Regions from separate parts of the Mus musculus genome. Here all the other regions are linked to region 7. The links are chromatin contacts, called in public HiChIP or PLAC-seq and promoter capture Hi-C maps. All regions are on one chromosome and are shown on one strand. Each heading gives the region's core, a stretch centred on a gene start, on an enhancer-like site or on the middle of the called end of the contact. The rest is flanking DNA. Distances are from core to core; before and after follow the strand shown.

Region 1 (2,914 bases), core at 4-2,503, 2.9 Mb after region 7:
AATGAACTTGTCCAAAAGAAGTATATATATATAGAGATAGATAGATAGATAGATAGATAGAGAGCCTTAACAAGCTCAGAGTGCACAAACAAGATTGCAGCAGGAAGTACCTGCAAAAAGGAGTCACAGACATGGGCTCAGAGTACAAGGGCAAGTTTGATCCTGTAGAAAGCTGGTGTTTAAGGAGGGAGGGGCTGGCAGCCTGCCAGGTTAAAGGTTGTAGAAACTTCACTGCGCCTGATTTTGTGTCCTGCCCTGAGGAAGGCAGAGCCAACTCCTAGCCTTGAGTGATTCTGCTGTTCCCTCCCCCAAGTACTTAGTTTTCCTGACCATGTGCACGGTCTGCAGCAGGTCCACGGTTTGGACAGCGTTAGATAGAAAACTAGACCTAAGCGGCACATAGAGACCTCTTTAATCATGCCAATCACTGCCATGCCTTTGGTCTGTTCTCTCTGTTGCAGGCCCAGCAGGCTGTCCCGTGGTGTGTGTGTGCCCAGGGCTCCATTCTGACTACCTTGTTTTAAACGGACTCTGGGGACAACAGGTGTCCTTTTCTGTCAGCAAGTGGATATAAACTGCATCGGCCAGTCTCTTTAGGACCTGGGCCAACCCCAGTGGCCATGGAGTGTAAAACCACACTGTCTTGGCAAGATCCACCCACCATCTAGGATGTCATATTCTTATATGACAGCCTGTCTTTGCTTCTATCCACCCAGAAGAACTGTTGCCAGACGTGGGTACTGAGTTTAATGCAAATATGCTCAGTTTGTTCATGATTCCATCTTCACAAAACAACAACAACAACAACAACAACAACAACAATATAATCAAAATGCCCAGCCTAAAAATAGTATTTAAGGTCAGGGAAGAAGGGTTCTTCTCAGGGACGTGAGTTTGACTACAAACTCTCAGCTGTTTTTAAAAGCAAACATCTGAATACCTACAGAAAAATATCCTCAGAAGTCAAGGGTGGGCACCTAGGGCTGGCTGTGGTCCTTGCCATTTTTGCCAGGACAGTATATATGGCAGCTCATTTTGGAAAATGATCCTGGAAGCGCCTCACATCTGCACCAGCAAAAGCCCTTTTCCTGCAAAGCCACAGGCAAGGTCCAGCAGGTTTGTCTGTCCCCAGCGACCAGCACCTACCTTGTCTAATGGTGAAGAGCAAGTCAGCAGGAGGCAGACGCCCTGGAGCTGACCCGGTAGGGAGGGACATGCAGAAGAAGGGAGGAGTCTCAGTCTGCACGGGAAGTGGACACTGCTGTGGCAGTGTCCTGCATTCCCGGGAAAAGCCGGGGGAGGGGCAGGTCCGCAAGGACCGCGAGAAGGGGCTGGATCCTGGCTCCCGGATGGAAGCAAGAAGGCAGGGTAGGAAGAGTGGTGATAGGAGGGAAACAGAGGCCTAAAGAGGCAGGGAATGAGCCTGGCACTCTGCCCTGGGCCTGTCTACTGGGACGCATACTTCTCTGTGGTCAATCACAATCGGGCTATTTCAAGCACTAAGCTACTACATTTGTGTATTTACCCCAACTTACATATAATCTTCTTGTGGCTTGGGTGGTTTGTCTGTGAGGAAGGAAAGTAGTGAAAGAAAACGTTGAGAAAAGAAGATGGAGGCATCGCCCAGGGAAGAGCAATGAAACCAGTGTTAATTTTCCGGTGCTGTCTCTTGAAGATGTGGGTGCTGGCTCAAGGCCTAGCTCTGGGCAGCGCTTGTCCTCAGGGCAAACCAATAACATAAACCGTGCCTTTGCTGAGAAAGATGGATGAAATCTAAAGCCCACGAGCTCCGTTAAAAGTCTCAGGTGGGACAGGATTGCTCTCCCTGTTTCTGAAACTGTCAAAAAATGCATACAATGGAGTGGGGAAGCTGCCTCTTAGTGTTCCACAAAAGCAAAACATTTTCTCTAAGATGGAGAGGTGGGGGTTTTTTTCTGGTTTTTTTTTTTTTCTTCTTCTTCTGTTGTCTTGTTGTTTGTTTTGGTGCTTGTGAGGGAGGCTCAGTTGTGTTTTTGTTTTCACTTATTTTTTAACTTTTAAAATGTATTTATTTGTATTTTTATGTATATCGGTACATTGGTGTTCTGCCTACATGCGTGTTCACGTGAGTGTAGACAGTTGTGAGCTGCCGTGTGGGTGCTGGGAATTGAACCCAGGTACTTTGGAAGAACAGCCAGTGCTTTTAACCACTGAGCCATCTCTCCAAGCCCCTATTTTTTTTGTTTCATTTTATGTATATGGTCTCTTGCCTGCATGTATGTCAGCATGACTGGTGTCACCTGAGACCAGAGAGGGAAGTGGACCCCTGGAATTGAAGCTACACATCCAGATTGAACATGGCCAGCAGAAAAGACCGGGCCATGAGAGGAGAGAGAAAATAGAGTAGGAAGGAAGAGAAGAGAGGAGCAAGGAGGGGCGGGGCAAGAATGGAAAAAGCCAAGAGAGGGGCGGGGCAAAAGAGGAAAAAGCCAAGAGAGGGGCGGGGCAGGAGGGGCGGTGCAAGAGAGGAAAAAGCCAAGAGAACCAAGGGAAAGGGAAAAGAACCAAGAGAGTGCAGAGTCTGTAATGGTGGGGCGACATAGGAAAAGGAAGTTGCGGGAAGGGAAGCAGTCCCTATGATTGAGAGGTTTAGGTAGGGGCTGGGGTGAGAAGAGCCACAAGTACCAGTGAGCCTGGAGGGCTGTGTGTGCTTCGGTATGCTAATAGCCAGCCATTTGCCCTGAGTTTCTTTGGGACCTGACACATGCATGATGTATGTATGTATGTATGTATGTATGTATGTATATATGTATATGCACCATGTGGTTGTCTGATGCTCTCCAAGAGCTGAAGAGGTGTCAGATCCCCTGGACTGCAGTTACAGACTCCAGTTGTGAGCTATCATGTGGGTGTTGGGAACCAAACCTGGGACCTC
Region 2 (2,835 bases), core at 192-2,691, 3.0 Mb after region 7:
GAGAAGTCAGCTGCCCAAGCCAGCACACAGGACTCCCTCCGGGGAGACCGCTGAGGCCTAGCTGCTTCCTCAGTGGGCTCGTTAGGTCTGCACACATACACACCTAGTCCTCCATCAGCCTCCTGCTGCTACTCTGCAAGCCTTTAAAACCATGGGTAGACTGTCAGCAAGGCACAGGCCCCTCTGCATCACTTTATGTTGTTTAGCCATTGCGTTGGGTTTTTTTATTTTGTTTTGTTTTCTTTAATCTCCTTTGCTTATACAACCGTGCCTAAGACTTTCTTTCGGCTCGTTCATTTATGCTTTAGGATGTACTTGGAGGAGGAAGGAGCTTCTTGCTCAGGAACCACACCCATTTTGCTTAGGTGGCCATTTCCTTGCCATAGTGTATCTGGTAAAGCAGACACTTCCGTATGTATTCAGTGGATTCCACACAACGGGGCATGGATGCTGAAATTAAAAAAAAAAAAAAAGTGAAGTATTTGGACTGGTAACAGAATGAAAAGCAAACATTCACACTACAGATACTGTACAAACGAACTAATAGTAACTTATGTAGGGAAAAAAAAGGTCAATGTAGGCTAGGCTCACTTTTTTTTTTTTTTTTTTTTTAGATACAACAGCAAAATATAATTCACTTAAGAAAACAAAAGCTGAATTGTCACAATTTATACCTGAGACTTTTAAGAATAAAAGGAACAGACACCTGCACACCCAGATTGTTTTACAATCTTTTCCGCTTCACCAGTCATGTGGTGGTGGTGGTGGTGGTGGTGGTGGTGGTGGTGGTGGTGGTGGTGGTGGTGGTGGTGGTGGTGGTGTGGGTGGGAACAGACTTGTTGCTTCTTGAAGCGCTAAATGTTGCCCAGGCTGGTCTCCAATTCCCAGCTCAAATGAACCCCAGCCTTGCGAGTCTCGCAGTCCCCACATCAGATTTTAACTCTGTTGGTTTTACCCGATTGTGTTGTTTTTCTTTGGAGACCATGATAGAGGTTTTAATAAAAGTTAACCTACCAAGCTACATAATAGGCATTATTATTTACTCCTTATGCCTATCCCCCCCCTTAGGATAAATATTGCTAAGTCGTTAGAAAATCCTGTAGTCCCCAGATAAACGCTCATTTCTGTCAACAGTGTCTGAGAGTCCTTGTTTTCCCATTCTATTAACTAAATGTTTTTTTGCCAAGCTGCTTTGGTTTGGAAATGTGTATTCATACAGTGGGTGTGTGGACCAAATGGAGTCACACGCCAAGCCGAGACCCTGGTCGAGACCTCTTGGGGTTCGGATTAGCGCAACCTCCGCGTTTTAGGAAAACAAGCTGTTTTATGGCGCTCTCCGCTCTGTGGTCACTCGTTGGTCACAGAGGCCAGCCGGACGTCCGCCCCTTGTTTGCTGAGGCTGTGCGCATGCGCAGCTCGGGTTGCCTGGAGACCGCACGCCACAATCGCGTGCTCTATCCGCTCTGGGCGGTTGGGCCTCAGTTTCCTGAGGGGGCGGAGCAGTCCCTCCCCGCCGCCCGCTGCGCTGACCCTGCCTCTCCTCCCCGCAGCACAACGTCCCAGGCCGCCGCGGTCTCCCCAGAACGATGCCGCTGCCCGACACCATGTTCTGCGCGCAGCAGATCCACATCCCCCCGGAGCTGCCGGACATCCTCAAGCAGTTCACCAAGGCTGCCATCCGTACGCAGCCGGCGGACGTGCTGCAGTGGTCGGCGGGGTAAGGCCGGCCAGGGAACCTCACCCCGTTACCGAGTACAGACGCCGACGTTGTGGGTGTAGACTAACAAAGCTTGCACACCAACCGCGGGGCAAAAAGTGGCTCCGCTGAGTTTAAAAAAAAAAAAAAATCAGTTACAGGGATGTTATAAATGAAACCGCCCAGAACAACTGAATTATGCCCCCACCCACCCCCAAATGAGGCAGAGGTATGTGAAAGCTGCCACCTGAGAAAATTGTCCAGCACAGCTCACAGCTAGCGAACCTTCACACTCTAGAAACAAGGACAGGAACCCTTTCAAGGGCCTGACCATTATAATCTTAACACTCATTCTTTCGGTTTTACAAGAGAACTGTGCCACTTTTTAAATCACGAGAATAACTATTTTTAGCCAAAATTTGCTAACTTTCTCTGAACTATATTAGCTAAGGTGGTTTCGTTACTTTTGGCTGTTTTAACAACTCGACTTTTAAAAAACGACAGCTCTGGAGGTAAAAGCAACAAAACATCTGGAGCAGGCAACAGGCGTTTGGGGTGGCTGCTTCCATATCAGACTCGGCTGTTGGAACTTCCTGGCCCTTCTACAATCCGTGGGTTCTCTTCTGCCTTCCTCTCCTGAGGAGTCCTGTGATACATTTAGGAGCCATACCGTTTCTTCAGGATAGTTTCCCCCATCTAAAGTCCTTAATTGTGCAAAGACGCTTGCCATGTAGAGTACCTCTCACGGGGCTTCAGGGGACAGGACCTGGATGTCTTACTTAGCTCCGTCAGGGTCACCTGTGAGCCCAGCGGTCCCTTTGTCAGTTCTCTCAATAACCCCTCAGCGATATTACATATGCTCGAGCCTTAGAGAGAAGGGCTAGGGTGTCTTTATGAAAGTTTATTTGCACTTCAAGTCTCCGCCCCTATTGGCACATTTATTAATACTACAGAGAGAGTTTTTTTGAAGCCTTACACAAGAAATCCCTGATTCATTAGACTGCCGATGAGGGAACAACTATGAATAGGTGTGAATCCACCAAGCCACAGCATTGTAACCGGGGCCTGGACTTTTAGGTCAACAGTTCTGCATCTGTTTCTCTCGTGGCTGTCCGCACCACTCCTTAGCTCATTAACGA
Region 3 (3,036 bases), core at 512-3,011, 2.8 Mb after region 7:
ACACAAATCAGATGGCCCAAGGTCTGCCTCACCTGTAGACACATGCACAAAGCCAGAAGGTAGACAATAATGACGCCCCGGTCTCCAGGGTCTCCCAGCTGGCCTTTGAGTTGTAGAAACCAACTGAGGCAAAGACGTGTCAGCCTATGTATGAGCATCTGAAGGAATACAGGGGAAAGGAAACTAGGAATCTGAACTGAGGGCAAAAGCATCGAACCACTGGGCCCGTGCAAGCAAGAAGAGTGGGAGCGGAGCAGCCGCCTGACTGGAAGGCGGTCTGTGACCCACGTGGGAATCTGCTCGCTCCTGCACCACGTGGGACCGAGACCTAGCACAAGCGGTCAGGCTTGGCAACAAGCGCCTTTACTTGCCGTGCCATCCTTGAAGTCTTTCTTGAACCTAGCTTGATGTCCACCAACAGTGGAATGGATACAGTGTGGTGTACATACACACAGAGCTTTATTCAACTGTAAACTAATGACTCAGAACCATCATGTTTTCGCTCAGATGCAGAATCTTGTTGTATACAAGTGTGTGTGCTGTGTTGAGAGGGAAGACCAGGAGGAGAGAGGATAATGAGGACAGCTTATAGGTCAATGGCAAGGTACAATTACATATATATATATGAATGAAAATGTCACAATGAAACCTTGTTTGTGTTAACTTTAAAAACCTTGTCCTGACATAATGTCAATCTGTGTCATGTAACAGCACAGACCTGAAAGCTAGCCTACTGTCATACAGGTTATATGCACTCTAATTTTGAGTACCTAATAAAAACAGACAATACGGCAGGGACAGTTTCTGTTCTGTGGGGTACGAGTGGAGAGACTGGAAACTCGTCACAAATAAATCCGAGCTTATAAAATGAATCGTGATTTCTGGCAGACGTACCGTGCAGTTACCCTTACGGGGTATCTTTCTAACAGCAAAACGCTGAGAACAAGAGACTCTGAGCACCAGCCGGTGCTACTTTGTCTCCACCTACAGTACACGCGCGGGGAAGGCCCAGGATCTGTGTAACCTGGGAAGTTAAGGACAAATACTATGTGCTGACGACCAGGCACGTCCAGCAACCTTGTGAAGTAGGCATTATCATTATTATTATTATTATTGTTTTTGTTGCTATTATTTTGTCATTATTGTTGTTGTTATTGCTGTTATTATTGTTATTATTATTATTATTATTATTATCTTTGCAGACAAGAAAACAAAGCTACAGGCTCAATAGCTTCCAAGCAGCAGCTCGTCCACCGCAGGGTGGATTCCAGCCGACCTAGGATCGGGCTGAGCAGTGAGTCTTGTGCACGGAGGTGCGGACAGCAGCCCCCAGCAAGCACTGTGGTAGCCACGACCGGCGCGGGACGGAGAGCACCGCAGCCACGCGCGCCCGATCCCCACAAGCGCCCGCGCCACAGACAACTATATCGCCCGCCGCCAGGCCGGTCAAACCTCACCTACTCGCTCCATCGCGCGTTCCGGGGAGACCGGAAGTGGAATCTACCAACGTCTTAGAGCCCGGGCGGCAATCAAAGAAAAGAAAAATATCTTAAGGAAATAAGCTCCCCGCTGCAACTCTGGATTCAAAAACTTTGAAAACTTAAATCCTTGAATCAGTGACTACATTATGTCTAGTATTAGCATTTGTGTGCTAGACGTCGCCTTCTAAGTTTCGAACACCCCCCCCCTCGGTTCGTGGAAAACGGACGTTCCCAACAGCGGCCGATTCCAGAAGCTACTCTGCGGCGTAAAAAAAGTCACTGTTGAAAAGTAAGTCGCGGGGTCTGCACTGCGCATGCGCGGGATTCTGCGTCCTCTCGCGAGAGGGAGGTGCGGTGTGTCTCTCTTCCCGAGTGGTCCCCGCTGGTTACTGGAGGAGCGCTCGTTCTAGTTCGTCCACCATGGCGTCCGTGGGGACCCTCGCCTTCGATGAGTATGGGCGCCCCTTTCTCATTATCAAGGACCAAGATCGCAAGTCCCGTCTCATGGGGCTTGAGGCCCTCAAGGTAACGGCCCGGAACGCGAAGCCGCGGGATGAAGGGAGTGGGCCGGAGCGCTTGTGCGCCTGCGCTGGCGAGAGAGCAGCTCGGCCATGTGCTGGCCCGAAAGCTCGAGAATCTCCGGTGCCGGGGAGCCCCTTTGGGCTCTAGGGTCACATCCCCGCTCTGGCTGCGGGAGAGGGCGTAGAGGCCTTCGTCCCACGGTGGGGTAGGGAGAGCGATCCGCCGCTTCAGAGCTGGGTGGGGTCGCATCCCCAGCTCACCGGGCGGGCGAGCAGGCCTGCGCCGGTGCATCTGTAACATCTGTAAGTCGCTTGTCCCTTAGAAGCGGGGCTGTCCCGAAAGGGAGAAAACTAGTGAGAAACGTGCACAGGACAGACCGAATGGCTGCTTGTAGGAAAGGGACCGTAAAGTCCCTTGGGCCAGAAAACGCATGGTGGTGACTTTTGGAGTGGAAGGAGAGAGTTTCAGTGGAGCACAGTTGGCCGCAATTGAGGATAGTTTCCTAAAGGGAAACAAAGAAGTTACCCTGAGGGAAGGCAGAGCCGAAGTGTTGAGTCGGAAGGCATGTCTCACAGAAGGAGAGGAATAAGAAAGGCTACCCAAGAGCCGGTGCTAGGCCCCCAGAGGAGAAAGGAGTGACAGTCACTGGTGTTGCCACAAAAAGCTCAGAGGAAGGAGGGAGCCCCATTTTAGGTTGTATTGTGCCAGTCGTGCCTCCAGGTTTGAGGTGCCCTGGTTGACCTGGTGTTAGGGAAATCCCTCGGTGAGTTCTCTATCAAACCGAATTTCTGACAGGTGTTTTGGAGTGGCTGCAGAAGTGGACATAGCAACTGAGGCCTGGTAGATGCTTGGTTCTCTTTGCCTTCAGCTTGTGCGCGTTGTGTGTTGACTTGTGTACTGGCTAGTTTTGTGTCGACTTGTGTACTGGCTGGTTTTCTGTCAACTTGACACAGGATGGAATTATCACAGAGAAAGGAGCTTCAGTTGGGGAAGTACCTCCACGAAATCCAGCTGTGGGGCATTTTCTCAATTA
Region 4 (3,016 bases), core at 412-2,911, 2.8 Mb after region 7:
CTTACTCTGTAAACAAAAATTAACCCAAAGTGAATCACAGACCTAACTGCAAAACTAAAGGTATAAAACTTTTCAAATTAAATATACCAGAAAAAGCTGTGACCTTGACAAAGATTTCTTAGACATACCAAAGGACAGTTCAATTATTTCAAAATTTTAATTAAATTTTAACTATCAAAATTTAAAACTCCTGCTCTGCAAAAAGGCAGTGCTAAATGATAAAGAGGAATACCAGACAGAGAGAAATATTGGCAAAACACAAGCCTGATAAAGAATTTGTCTTCTAATTAAAGCCCTATCAAAGCTCCATAAGAAATAAATAATCCAAAAATTTAAAGACACAAAAGCTTTGCAGAGATAATTCACTCAGTGCAGCAAAAGTGTTCCATGGTGTTAGTCACATCATGAGGTGTTCCATACTGTATGGCTGAGAAGATGTCCCACGGCTTACATCAAAGGAGGCAGTAGAACACACTAGGACAGGTGGGGAGGGCTGAGGTGGGAGCACCCGCCACTCTCCCAAGCTGCTAGACACAATCTGCTGCTGCCTATAAAGCTGGCCTGTCCTGAGCAACCTTTCTCCCAGTCATTTTATTTGTAATCATCAAAAAAAGCAGAAGGAACGAAAAGAAAATGAGTCTCGTTCTACTGATGAACAACAGGTCAGCAAACTGGAGCAACATCCACACGGTGGACCCTACTCAGTGGCACGAAGGAATCTCAAATGCATGGGCCTCAGAAGGAGTCAGTTCAAAGAGCTCATCTCCGTGACGTCACTCAGGCATCATGGGCAAGGCAAAGCACAGGCACAGAAAATGGACCAGTGATTGCCAGGCAGGACCCGGGGACAGAAGCCATCTTCAAAAGGACACAAGGGGATCGTGTAAATAATGGGTTCGTTCTGTGTCTTAATTGTGGTGCTAATTGCATGACTCTGAACTGTCAAAACTCACAGTGCTGAGCTAAACGGTATGAATTTCTCCATGTCAATTATAACTGAAATGTTAAAAGTGTACGGCTTTTATAAATTACTAGAATTGCCTTCAAATGTGAGGTTGCATTTCTGTAGTGTTTGTATGTGTTGCCATTATCGGGCTATGCACAGAAGATGTTCCAATTTCTTAGGGCAGACTATTCATTTGACTGAAGACTGACAGAGAAACATCAAGCCTGCTGGGAAACCTCCTCCCACTGTGGGAAAAGAGTGCTCTGAAATTGCACATCCCCGTCCCTCCTCTCCCGTCACATACAAGCCCAGCATAAAACCTTCTTTCTTGTCTGTGTTCTGGCAATAGTTCATTTGCTTTATCATAATTCATCTGAATTGTTTCATGCTTGCTGGCAGTTTGTAGGATCTGGCCAGTAGTCATCTGGATGATCTGAAATCTCTGTTTATTGATATCAGTCTGGACATAATCTCCTATGTTTGATAGCAGAGTGAGGCTTTCTGCTTGAAGTGAGGAAAAAAAAAAAAAAAAAGCAGAACCATCTGTTTTCCCAGAAACGCTCTCTGCACAGGATCAAATTTCATGTCTTAAGTGGCACCAAATTTTTAAAAAGAAAAAAAAATACATGAAGAAGTAAAGAGCAAACAACCGAACATACAACATCCCCACACATAAGCTGGCTGACCAAGCCGAGGAGAGCATCAATCTACTGCACACTTATCTCATCCGGAGAAGTGCTGAGCGCCGAGCAGCTCCTCTTTGCTTCTAAGCACTAATGGGGGAAATGTTTTCCTCTCATTTACTGAAAATAACAGAAATGCTGTATCAGCAGATGGGCCACGACACAAGACACACACCGGAAACAAGACGCTGCCTGGCACATTGTGAGCAAGACAAAGAGGTTTCCTTAGGGCCTCATTTTTGCAATCTGAAGTTGAATTTTGAAAAAGTAAACTGTGGAAGGAAAGGGCCTCCTCCCCCGGGAAAGAAAGAGTGTGCATACAGACAGAATCCAGAGGTCTAAGACACACACACACTGAAGCCACACCAGACTGGATGTCAGACAGAGGACCAGAGGTCTAAGACACACACACACACACACACACACACACACACACACACAAACACACACACACACACTGAAGCCACACCAGACTGGATGTCAGACAGAGGACCAGAGGTCTAAGACACACACACACACACACACACACACAAACACACACACACACACTGAAGCCACACCAGGCTGAATGTCAGGGAGAGGAAGGTAAGAGCAGCCTCGCTCTCCATCAGATGGAAAACTGTTAAATAGAAGAGAATTAGTTACACGCAAATAAAAGCAGGACTACAGCAAATATGAAATTCATACCTCTCTTGGAATATACTACCCCAGAGTACATATTTTAATTAACATAACAAAGAAAAATGGTTAGTAGTAAAAAAAATTTCTCATAGTTAATCATTTGATAAAAGGAAATTTTTATATAAAAATTCTAAATTTCAGGCCAGTTTGCTGCCAAAGCTGCCAGCCTGAGCTTGACCCCGGGATGTATACAATGAAAGGTCCCAGATCCCACAAGTTGCCCTCTGACCTCCACGTGCTGTACACTACACATAATGAACAAATTAACAGAATTTAACAATTATACATTCCTGGGACTGGAGAGGTGGTTAAGAGCACTGACTGCTCTTCCAGAGGTCCTGAGTTCAATTCCCAGCAACCACATAGTGACTATAGCCATATGTACTGGGATCTGATGCCCTCTTCAGGTGTATCTGGAGACAGTGACAGTGTACTCATGTATGTTAAATAAATAAATATAAATATAAATACATTATAAATTCCTAATTTGAGTCCATTATCTCAGGAAGAAGCTAATGCTGCTAGAACGCTGTCTTAGGGTTTTATTGCTGTGAACAGACATCATGACCAAAGCAACTCCTACAATACAGACAACATTTAATTGGGGCTGGCTTACAGGTTCAGAGGTTCAGTCCATTATCATCAAGGCAAGCGCACAACAGTATCCAGGCAGGCATGGTGCAGGAGGAGCTGAGAGTTCTACATC
Region 5 (2,700 bases), core at 83-2,582, 2.9 Mb after region 7:
GAAAGGGGGATGTAGACCTTTTTGACTACTCCTGATCATTAGGGGCATTGAGTTTCTTGAGATCAGTCCAATCTTCCACAACAGGGCATCTCCAACGTCTCATTAAGCAACAGCAACAGGAGCAGCAGGAACCAAAAACCTCCTCCTCCTCTTCTGCTTCCTCCTTCTCTTCTGCCTCCTCCTCCTCTCCCCACTTCTTCTTCCTCAAAGCACCTCCCACTGCTCTGGAGACTGCCATTTAGATCACTCCCCTCCTAGAGTACGAGACAATCATAGTTAACGGTTGTGGCCCATCTGAAGCAGCCCCATATCCCACACCTGGGGTTAAAACAAAAACAGTCACATAACTTTTTTTTTTTTTTTTTTTTTTTGGTTTTTTGAGACAGGGTTTCTCTGTGTAGCCCTGTAGTCCCGGCTGTCCCGGAACTCACTCTGTAGATCAGACTGGCCTCCAACTCAGAAATCCACCTGCCTCTGCCTCCCAAGTGCTGGGATTAAGGGCATGCACCACCTCTGCCCGGCCAAAATTCCGTTTCTTGAATCTACTTTCCGTTATGTGCACGTTTAAGCATCCGGGTTGGAAACACTTTTCTTCTAATCTGTACTATCTTATTTAGAGAAAGCTCTAAGGATTATGTGAGGAAGGTGGCCTACTGATGCGAGCAGGTCTGAGTCTTTCATCATTCTTTCATCAGCCATTTAGTTCTGGCCAGGTAAGCTTCCCTTAATTGTGTCGCCATCTGAACCCATTTCCCTTAGAGGTAGATTCAATGTTGGCTTTCAGCTGTGAAGACGTGGTCTTTCCACTCAATTGCATAAGCCTCCCCAGGAGAGATTCTGATAACCTGGATGCTCGTCTTTTTCCATCTTAGGGATGCTTCTGTAATTCTTTCAGACGTGCCTCAGAACCACTCAAGAGCGGAACCAAAAATGCTCGTTCCGGGGCCGACTCTGAACGCCCCGGGAGTGGCGGTCGGGTACCCCAAGCTGGGACCCTTTGTCCCCCACACCCGCTCCGGCGGGCGGGCGGGCGTGCGCGCCGGGCTCGCTCCCGCCGCTCCGCGTTCCTTTTGTCCCGGAACGCGCCCGCGCCGCCGCCGCCGCAGCCGCCCCTCCGCGAGGTGCCTGCCGCCTGCCTCTAGGTTTTCAGTCTCCATCCCGCGCGCAGCCTTCGCCACCAGTCAGGCCGTGTTTCGCACCCCGCCCCCGCCTCCGCGAGCCCGGCGCGAGCGCGAGCGAAGGCGCGCGCCGGATGTGACGCGCAGCGCTCCGGCGCCCCGCCTTTTCCGCCGCGCGCCCCGCCCAGGCCCGTCGCTCGGCCGCGCGCCCCTCCCCCCTCCCCGGCGCTCGCTTTCTGTCAGTCGCTGTCCCTGTCCCCCTCGCCCGCGACCGGCTTCCTCTCGCACCCGAGCGCACGCACTTGCCCGGCCCGCGTCCTCTTCCTCCTCCACTCCTCCCGCCCGCCCGCCCGCCTTTCCCTTCGGGCCCCGAGGCTCTGCCGGGTCGCGGGCGCCTCGCGGCTGCGTCACCGCCGCCCCCCAGACAAGATGGACACCGCCGAGGAAGGTGAGGCGGCGGCGCCCGCGCCCTTGCAGCGGCGCCCGCGCTCCAGTCGGGCCGAGGCGCTCGCGGCGGATCCCGCGGGCAGTTTGCTTGCCCGGCGGGCGGGCGGGCGGGCGGGCGGGCGAGCGCGCGGCTCGAGCTGGTCCTCCAGCGGGCTCGGATCGGAAGGTGACCCTCTGCGCGCCCCCCGCCGGTTCCCGCGGGCGACGAGGACTCAGCCTCGGCTGGGACACTGGGGTGCCAGGACTTCGGTGTCCGAGACGTGGGGTGCCGGGACGTGGGACATCCCGGACGTGGGGGTGTCGCGACGTGGGGTGCTCGAGACATGGGGATGTCGGGAAGTGGGGCGCTGGAGACCATAGGGTGCCCGAGGCGTGGGGCTGCCGGGGACTTGACGGTGTGGAAGATCGGGGCCCCGGCCACCGCCATCCCGCGGTCCGCGGAGGAGGGGGCCGCAGTGCGAAGTCCGGGGGCGTTTCCACTCCCCTCCCCCACTCGTTTTTCCCCCCTCCGTGTTCGAGTCTGTTTGCTGTTGTCCTGTAGGCCCAACCTCTGCCACACAACTTCTTTGTTGACTTTGAAACTTCGCGGAAAATACCCCGCGAGGTGACGACTGCTGAGTGGACTGAACTGACCCCTGCTGCAAAATCTTGCTCTCTGTTTGCCTTACCCTAACTGCACTGACCAGACCCGAGAGGGGACGGTTTCTAGAGACTATTGGAGGAGGGAAAGGCGAATATTTAGGTTTCTTCTAAATCCTTGTCACCACAAAGCAAGGGTTTGTTTGTTTTGTTTGTGGACGTGTACTTTGGATGCGGTTGTTTTGAATTAGCAGAGAACACGAAAGAAAAGCAGCCACATGGGTGTAGAAAGCAGCCGCTTACCTGACGTTGTGGCAAAGTGTTTTAAAGCAGTTTTTAGAGGCACTGATGTATTAGTGAGTCTGTAGAGGAAATTATTGATCATGTACTTACTAGTGCAGATACTTACTGTTTAGATATATTCTTGTTCGAATGAGCGTTCTTTTCAACCTCAGGCTTTATTTTACCGACTTTACATGCAATCGAACCATCAAGCACTTGTATTGAAGTCATTAGAGTAATAAAAAGTTTAGTAATAATGTGATGAGTTGATTTT
Region 6 (2,889 bases), core at 10-2,509, 2.9 Mb after region 7:
AGCCAGTGAAGATGTATGTGTGTCTGTCCATGTGCATACAGTTTTAAAAATGTTTTTTGCCCCTAAGGTAGCCAGATTTATCAGCCCATATTTTATACTGCTTTTGTTTTTGCTTGTGCATCCCCATGCATAAATGTGGCTGAGCATGTGCCATGGTGTGCATGTGAGGGTCAGAGGGCAACTTGGTATGTACCCTTGCCCTCTCCCTTACTGGAGACAGCGTCTTAGATTCTCTGCTGACTGCTCCACAAGCTTCCAGGGGTGCTTCTGTCCCACGTCCTGTTTCCATGCTGGGGCACAGCATTACAGGAACATTACTGTGCCCAGCTTAAGTGGGTCCTAGGAATCCAAAACCCAATCCTTTGCCCACAGAAACTACCTCCTCAGGCCTGTAGTGCTTTCTGAAATGTGGACATTGTAAAGTGAGTTCATGCCGGGCAGTGGTGGTGAATGCCAAGTAAGTGAATTCCTGGGCTTTTCTCTTATTTTAGGCTCCTGTAGGAGGAAATGGTGCAGAAAACCCTGCTGCTGATCAGCCAGCTAACCCAGCAGGTGAGAATGCAGTTCTGGGTGAAAACCCTGATGCCCAGGACGGTCAAGCAGAAGAGGAAGAGGAGGACAATGAGGAGGAAGATGATGCGGGTGTAGAAGATGCTGCTGATGCCAACAATGGAGCCCAAGGTATTGGCTGCTCCATGCCCTTGCTCATTCTTGAGGGCTGCCAGTTATTTTTAGCTTGCACTGAAGATAGAGAGTAATATTTTCATGTTTTATGATACGTTCAAGTTCTGTTTGTGACCTCTTTCTGTTTTGACAAGCTAATATTTATAAACATACATGTATGTATGTAAGTTGCTTTCTGTGAAAGAGGGAACATGTGTATTACAGTTCTTTATACAAGACTGACCTACTGTCCGTCCGTCCTTCCTTCCTTCCTTCCTTCCTTCCTTCCTTCCTTCCTTCCTTCCTTCCTTCCTTCTGTTCGTCTGTCCATCTGTTTGTCTGTTGGGAAAAAATGATTAAGTGCCTGATTCCCCCCCCCCCCCCCCCTTCTTCTTTCATGGTGTTACTGCACTTTTCAAATGGAAAAGAACTGTAGTGGACACTGCAGGCCAGGTGCCACCTCTGGAAACCATTCTTATTTTCTAGAAATGGGAACTCTGGAGGGTAAAATACGTGTTCAGTTGTCAGAGCTCACTGCCTGTCCTCTTCTGTTATCGTTGAGTCCACTTGGCTAGTGTCTGTGTTCATTGTGCCAGACACTTGAGACCAAGTATACAGCTGTGAACAAAATGCCTGGGCCTGCCTTCCTGGGAGCTTCTGGTCTAGGGAAGAAGTAGGAGACATAACATTGTATTGGTGTATATGGGTTGCTCTGAGGATACTGTCTGGTTGGTTGGTTGGTTTTTCAAGACAGGGTTTCTCTGTGTCACCTTGGCAGTTCTGGAGCTTACTCTGTAGATCAGGCTGGCCTTGAACTCACAGAATCTGCCAGCCTCTGCCTCTCAAGTGCTAGAAATAAAGGTGTGCACCGCTACTGCCTGGCTGATGATACTTGTTTTAAATAAATAACGTTTCCCTGGAAGCTCAGAATAAGTGACTTTTGAGCTGAGACCTTTTGAAAGATAAGAAACAAAGTCATACTGGGGAGCAAAAGGCTCTCAGGGAAAGATCCAAGGCTTAGAGAAAACAACACGTGCGGCTGTTGTTCTAGTGCTCGGCAGTCACCTGCTGTCGGCAGCAGCTCTAAGTAGTCTCCGGTTCCTGGTCCCGCCCCATCTGGTGTTCATAATATTCTTCTGCTTTGACTTAAGTCCTTAGATACTTTGCTCCTGCAGTAAGAGTAAAACATAGCACATCCCGCACACTCCTTTGTGTTTACTATTTAATCCCTGTCTGCCTTTCATACTTTTTTGTTCTTGGGACAGATCTTGCTGTATAGTCCAGGCTGATTCCGAACTTGTAATTCATCTGCCTCAGCCTCGTGAGTGGTGGAATCACATGCTTTTTTTTACCACCTGATTCAGCTCTGACATTTTAAATGGACATATTATTTCTAATTGTGTCTATGGTCTCTGGGCTTGTATTTGTGTGTATAGTGCCCTTGGAGACCAGAAGAGGGCAGCTCCCTTGAGCTGGAGACCAGACCGTTGGGAGGCACTGGAGTAGTGTGAGTAGTGCTGGGAGCAGATGGAGTCTGTCAGCATGGCTGGGACTGGTGTTAACCACTGATCAGCTCTGAGCCTGTACCTTTATCCTGTGCTAACTTCGTAATTTAAAGGAGGGTTAATCCCTTACAGAGTGAGTTCCAGGATAGCTAGGGCTACACAGAGAAACCCTGGCTTGAAAAACATTAAAAAAAAAAAAAAAAAAAAAGAAAGAAAAGAAAAGAAGTATGCATTCATATGTAGGACTTAAACCTAGTTAGTAATTTATGTCTTATAAAATTTTAAATGTGGTTCAGCTTCTCAATAGACTGTAATTAAAATTGGTTTTTATTGGCTATGGTTTAGTATATGTTAGTAATCTTGAATGTGCAATTGTATTTTCAGACGACATGAACTGGAATGCTTTAGAGTGGGACCGGGCTGCAGAAGAGCTTACTTGGGAAAGAGTAAGAACTTTCACTGTCACATGTCCTTGTGTTTAATTCTAAGATCTATTTTGAAGTTTGGCATATTTACCTATGAACACAACTTTCATATTTAAATTTTATGAAGACAGTTATTAGGATTTAATTTTTACAGAAAATCAAGTGATGTACAACTTGTAGTAAAGATGATGACAGAGGTCTGTTTTCTGCCTTTAGTACAAACCTTGTTCCATGGAGGCGGTTTGACCTGATACTGTGGACTTGAGAAAAATTAAGTAAAAACTTAAATTTAAACA
Region 7 (2,978 bases), core at 229-2,728:
CTACAGAGTGAGTTCCAGGACAGACAGAGAAATCCTGTCTCAAAAGACTCAACCAAAACAAACAAAAACCAAAAAACCCTAATTTGCAGGCCTGGTTCTATTCATACTTCTGTAATACACTAGCTGTAAAAATGTGAGAATAACACAGTTACTATCTCATAGAGTGTGTGTGTTGGCTAAGTAATATGTTTTAGTTTCCGTTTTTTTTCTTTTTCCAAAAGATCAACTCACAGAGATTGCCAGCTCCGGGTGGGATTATAGGTATAGATCATCTCGACCCGCATGACTCATGGATGTTTTTAAAGTTATTTTAATTAAGGGGAGGCAGGGTTGTTCTTCCCTTTCCTAACCTCCAGGGCAAAGTAACTCACCATACAGCTTACCTACTACCCTGGGTTTCCTTTTTCATGCTTATATAAATTTGGTGGCACAGGTGCTTGTGCAGTTGGGCAGAGGTCACAGGTCAACTTCTGGGTACTTACTCGGTAGTTGTCCACCTTATTTTTCACAAGATCTTTGAGACCTGGAGCTGACAGGTTAGACTAGGTTGGCTGGCTAGCCAGCCTTGGGGAATCTGTTCCACAAATGGAGTTACAAGTGTGCACAACCATGCCAGACTTTTGGGGGCTGGGGATTGACAGAGAGGTTTAGGCATAAAATGCAGGTCCCCACGCTTGCAAGGCAAGCACACTTTACTGACTGAACAATCTCAACAGCCCTGGGTTTTCGTTGGTGCTAGTGCGTAAATAGTAGAGGCTTTCAAGGTTTTTTTTTTTTTTCCTTGAATGCTACATTTATACAACGGCCCAAGTTTCGTAGCAAAATGATTTTTTAAATTATTCGTATTGCGACTATTTCTTTACTTCTGTATACGTATGTGAGCATTCAAGCGCAGGCCAAAGAAAAACCTGCTGGACTTGGCGCTCCCCTCCCACCACGTGGGTTTGGAACTCATTCGTCTACTTAGCGACAAGCGCATTTACCCGTCAGCCACTTCACCAGGTTTTTTTTTTTTTTTTTTCAATTGTGGTCCCTGTGCAAAGTAGGCTCCCAAGTACACGGTATAAAACCGCCGCAAAAGGGGTGTGTGTCCTACGGAGCGGCAAACAGGAAGATCAGCGGCGGGTGGACAGAGATGCCTCCGCTCCTGGTGAGCAGTCACGGGGTAAACCGGCGGCCCGGGGTCCTTCCGGAGCACGCCCAAGACAACGTCAGGCGGAGACCAGCCCAGGAGAGGCCAGGTCGCTGCCGCCTCGCCACGGAGCCCTGGGCCTCGTCGTCAGCTCCCATCGAGCTCCGGCTCTCCGCGGTGTCAGCCCGCTGCAGCAGAACAAACGCCCAGAACCGAAGGCCGGAGCCCAGACGCCGCAGCAGCCCAGCCTGCGTTGTAACCCGGTCCCCATAGCAACCAACTACCGCAGACTACTCTCGCAAGCGCTGTTCTGCTTGTGACCCGGACCGGCTTCTCTTCCGCTTCCGGTCCCACAATCCTCTGTCGGCCTAGAAGAGCTTTGCATTGTGGGAGCTCCTTCCTTTCTCGCTCCCCGGCCATCTTGGCGGCTGGTGTTGGTGAGTGAGCTCTGCGGGGTAAACGATTAGGCGGCTCGGGGAGCTCCGCTAGCTGGTGTTTGACGCTCTGGATTATAATCCTCTCTTCTGTCCTCTGTGTATGCTAGGTTGGGGGTTGTCCCGCACCTAAGGCAGGAAGATGGTGGCCGCAAAGAAGACGGTGAGTGAAGCCGATCGGGCCCGGAAGCCGGTTCACGTGGAGAGCTGGGTCGGGCCGGGGCGGATAGATTTGAGCACACTGGGTGGACGACTTGTCGCTGACGTTTCAGGGTCTCAAAGTGAATCCGAGAGGCTCTTTGTATGGTCTCAGACATCATGAAAGGGTTCAGTTCCAGAAATCTGGAACTGAGTTTGGTTTTAGATGACTGCAAGTGGTGTTCAAGTCTCAAACGTTTGCATTGTAGAAAAAGTCTCTGGAGTCGATCAACTCTAGGCTCCAACTTGTTATGAAAAGTGGGAAGTACGTGCTGGGCTACAAGCAGACTCTGAAGATGATCAGACAAGGCAAAGCGAAGTTGGTTATCCTTGCCAACAACTGTCCAGCTTTGAGGTAATGGAGGGAACCTGGATGTGTGCAGCCTATTGTAAATTCACTGTGCAGTATCCAGCATTGGGAAGAAGAATAATGATGGTTGCTTTCTGATGTTTGGACCTTGCTTTGTGTGTGTTTTTTGTAAATGTACCTTTGAGGCACGTTGTGTGACAGGAGGTATACAAATGATACACGCAGACTGGGGGAAGCCCGATCCCGAATTTTTCAAGGTTTGAAGTGTTAACACTCCGCTTCATGTGCCTGTTTTAGTTTAGAAAAATTCTGGCTGGATTATGGAGGTGATGGTATCATGAAATCACCTATTTGGCAGGGTCCAATTTTCTGAACACGTTCATTCTTGATTAACTATTTTAACTCGAACCTAACAAGTATTTTAAGTAAGCTGAAGAAGCTTGTGTAGTATACGCTCCTTGATTTTTCTATGGCAATTGTACACCTCTTCAGCCTTTTATGTAGGTGTCTATACTTAGTGGCAGAGTTTGGAATGTTTGGTCTTATTTTAAACCTTTGCCAGTCGATTCATAGTGGCAGCGTAGACATTCATTACTAAATTACAAGCTCAGACTCAGTGGGTCCAGGCTGGAGCTTCAAGTTCATTTCTCATAAGCACTTTGGAGCACTGTTGGTATGTGGGGCCACATTCTAAGCTCAAGGTTCTGTGGAACTTTCAAATCTTAACAATTTGTATCCTTTAACTTGGCACTGAAGTATTTATTTTTTGGGTAATATTATCAGCAGCCCTTATGTAGTATTCACTGTATAGTAGGTGGTTTAAGAGGGCTTACTTTTTTAGGTTTCTGACCCTCCACTCCACCTTCCTATTATTCTTTGCCTTCGTTTGATTAAAATGGAGTAT

What was found. Promoter capture Hi-C pulls out the DNA fragments that hold promoters and counts their contacts. HiChIP or PLAC-seq counts read pairs in DNA pulled down with a chosen protein or histone mark.
Region 1: a contact with region 7 is called in an H3K27ac HiChIP or PLAC-seq map of embryonic stem cells, with 11 times the contacts expected there. The contact joins the promoter of Cmbl here to the promoter of Rpl30 in region 7. A contact is called at or near these places in 1 of 39 promoter capture datasets (liver), 1 of 484 Hi-C or Micro-C datasets (CD4 T cells) and 3 of 115 datasets of contacts at active chromatin or transcription factors (embryonic stem cells, large pre-B cells and stem cell-derived neural progenitor cells).
Region 2: a contact with region 7 is called in a promoter capture Hi-C map of pre-B cells. The contact joins the promoter of Ropn1l here to the promoter of Rpl30 in region 7. A contact is called at or near these places in 4 of 39 promoter capture datasets (hippocampal neurons, liver, pre-B cells and 1 more), 2 of 115 datasets of contacts at active chromatin or transcription factors (astrocytes and large pre-B cells) and 1 of 9 other capture datasets (adipose tissue).
Region 3: a contact with region 7 is called in a promoter capture Hi-C map of pre-B cells, with 9 times the contacts expected there. The contact joins the promoter of Cct5 here to the promoter of Rpl30 in region 7. A contact is called at or near these places in 11 of 39 promoter capture datasets (the C10 cell line, HPC-7-derived erythroid cells, cranial neural crest and 6 more), 6 of 484 Hi-C or Micro-C datasets (CD4 T cells, CD8 T cells, myeloid progenitors and 2 more), 4 of 115 datasets of contacts at active chromatin or transcription factors (astrocytes, embryonic stem cells, large pre-B cells and 1 more) and 3 of 9 other capture datasets (adipose tissue, embryonic stem cells and liver).
Region 4: a promoter capture Hi-C map of hippocampal neurons shows a contact between it and region 7, with 8 times the contacts expected there. The contact joins the enhancer-like site here to the promoter of Rpl30 in region 7. A contact is called at or near these places in 5 of 39 promoter capture datasets (3T3-L1-derived adipocytes, hippocampal neurons, liver and 1 more) and 1 of 115 datasets of contacts at active chromatin or transcription factors (large pre-B cells).
Region 5: a promoter capture Hi-C map of pre-B cells shows a contact between it and region 7. The contact joins the promoter of Marchf6 here to the promoter of Rpl30 in region 7. A contact is called at or near these places in 10 of 39 promoter capture datasets (the 3T3-L1 cell line, the C10 cell line, cranial neural crest and 6 more), 2 of 484 Hi-C or Micro-C datasets (CD4 T cells and pre-B cells), 4 of 115 datasets of contacts at active chromatin or transcription factors (astrocytes, embryonic stem cells, pro-B cells and 1 more) and 2 of 9 other capture datasets (adipose tissue and liver).
Region 6: a contact with region 7 is called in a promoter capture Hi-C map of liver, with 4 times the contacts expected there. The contact joins the enhancer-like site here to the promoter of Rpl30 in region 7. A contact is called at or near these places in 6 of 39 promoter capture datasets (3T3-L1-derived adipocytes, the C10 cell line, cranial neural crest and 2 more) and 1 of 115 datasets of contacts at active chromatin or transcription factors (large pre-B cells).

Annotation. Positions count from the first base shown.
Region 1 is chr15:31,567,172-31,570,085 of GRCm38.p6, reverse strand. Cmbl (carboxymethylenebutenolidase-like (Pseudomonas)) reads right to left here and starts at 1,253. Exons shown (of 6, transcript NM_181588.4): 1 at 1,147-1,253.
Region 2 is chr15:31,452,295-31,455,129 of GRCm38.p6, reverse strand. It overlaps Ropn1l (ropporin 1-like), which reads left to right and starts at 1,441. Exons shown (of 5, transcript NM_145852.2): 1 at 1,441-1,717. The coding sequence starts at 1,587. Gm49208 (a long non-coding RNA gene) reads right to left here and starts at 1,459. Exons shown (of 2, transcript XR_003951491.1): 1 at 1,218-1,459; 2 at 1-450.
Region 3 is chr15:31,600,571-31,603,606 of GRCm38.p6, reverse strand. It overlaps Cct5 (chaperonin containing Tcp1, subunit 5 (epsilon)), which reads left to right and starts at 1,761. Exons shown (of 11, transcript NM_007637.3): 1 at 1,761-2,006. The coding sequence starts at 1,902. It overlaps Atpsckmt (ATP synthase C subunit lysine N-methyltransferase), which reads right to left and starts at 1,491. Exons shown (of 5, transcript NM_026546.3): 1 at 1,458-1,491. The coding sequence starts at 1,470.
Region 4 is chr15:31,626,161-31,629,176 of GRCm38.p6, reverse strand. No RefSeq gene overlaps it. Among named protein-coding and RNA genes, the nearest start is that of Gm32383, 8.1 kb to the left of the region's middle. Within about 2 kb of position 1,661, at least 38 of the 459 cell types and tissues checked have an H3K27ac peak or open chromatin away from gene starts, as enhancers often do. A contact at or near this core is called in hippocampal neurons, where this site is marked.
Region 5 is chr15:31,529,669-31,532,368 of GRCm38.p6, reverse strand. It overlaps Marchf6 (membrane associated ring-CH-type finger 6), which reads left to right and starts at 1,332. Exons shown (of 26, transcript NM_172606.2): 1 at 1,332-1,566. The coding sequence starts at 1,548. Gm41287 (a long non-coding RNA gene) reads right to left here and starts at 1,265. Exons shown (of 3, transcript XR_875101.3): 1 at 432-1,265; 2 at 1-254.
Region 6 is chr15:31,493,796-31,496,684 of GRCm38.p6, reverse strand. It overlaps Marchf6 (membrane associated ring-CH-type finger 6), which reads left to right. Exons shown (of 26, transcript NM_172606.2): 7 at 492-681; 8 at 2,553-2,614. Among named protein-coding and RNA genes, the nearest start is that of Marchf6, 36 kb to the left of the region's middle. Within about 2 kb of position 1,259, at least 2 of the 459 cell types and tissues checked have an H3K27ac peak or open chromatin away from gene starts, as enhancers often do.
Region 7 is chr15:34,441,776-34,444,753 of GRCm38.p6, reverse strand. It overlaps Rpl30 (ribosomal protein L30), which reads left to right and starts at 1,478. Exons shown (of 5, transcript NM_001163485.1): 1 at 1,478-1,569; 2 at 1,677-1,729; 3 at 1,974-2,119. The coding sequence starts at 1,709.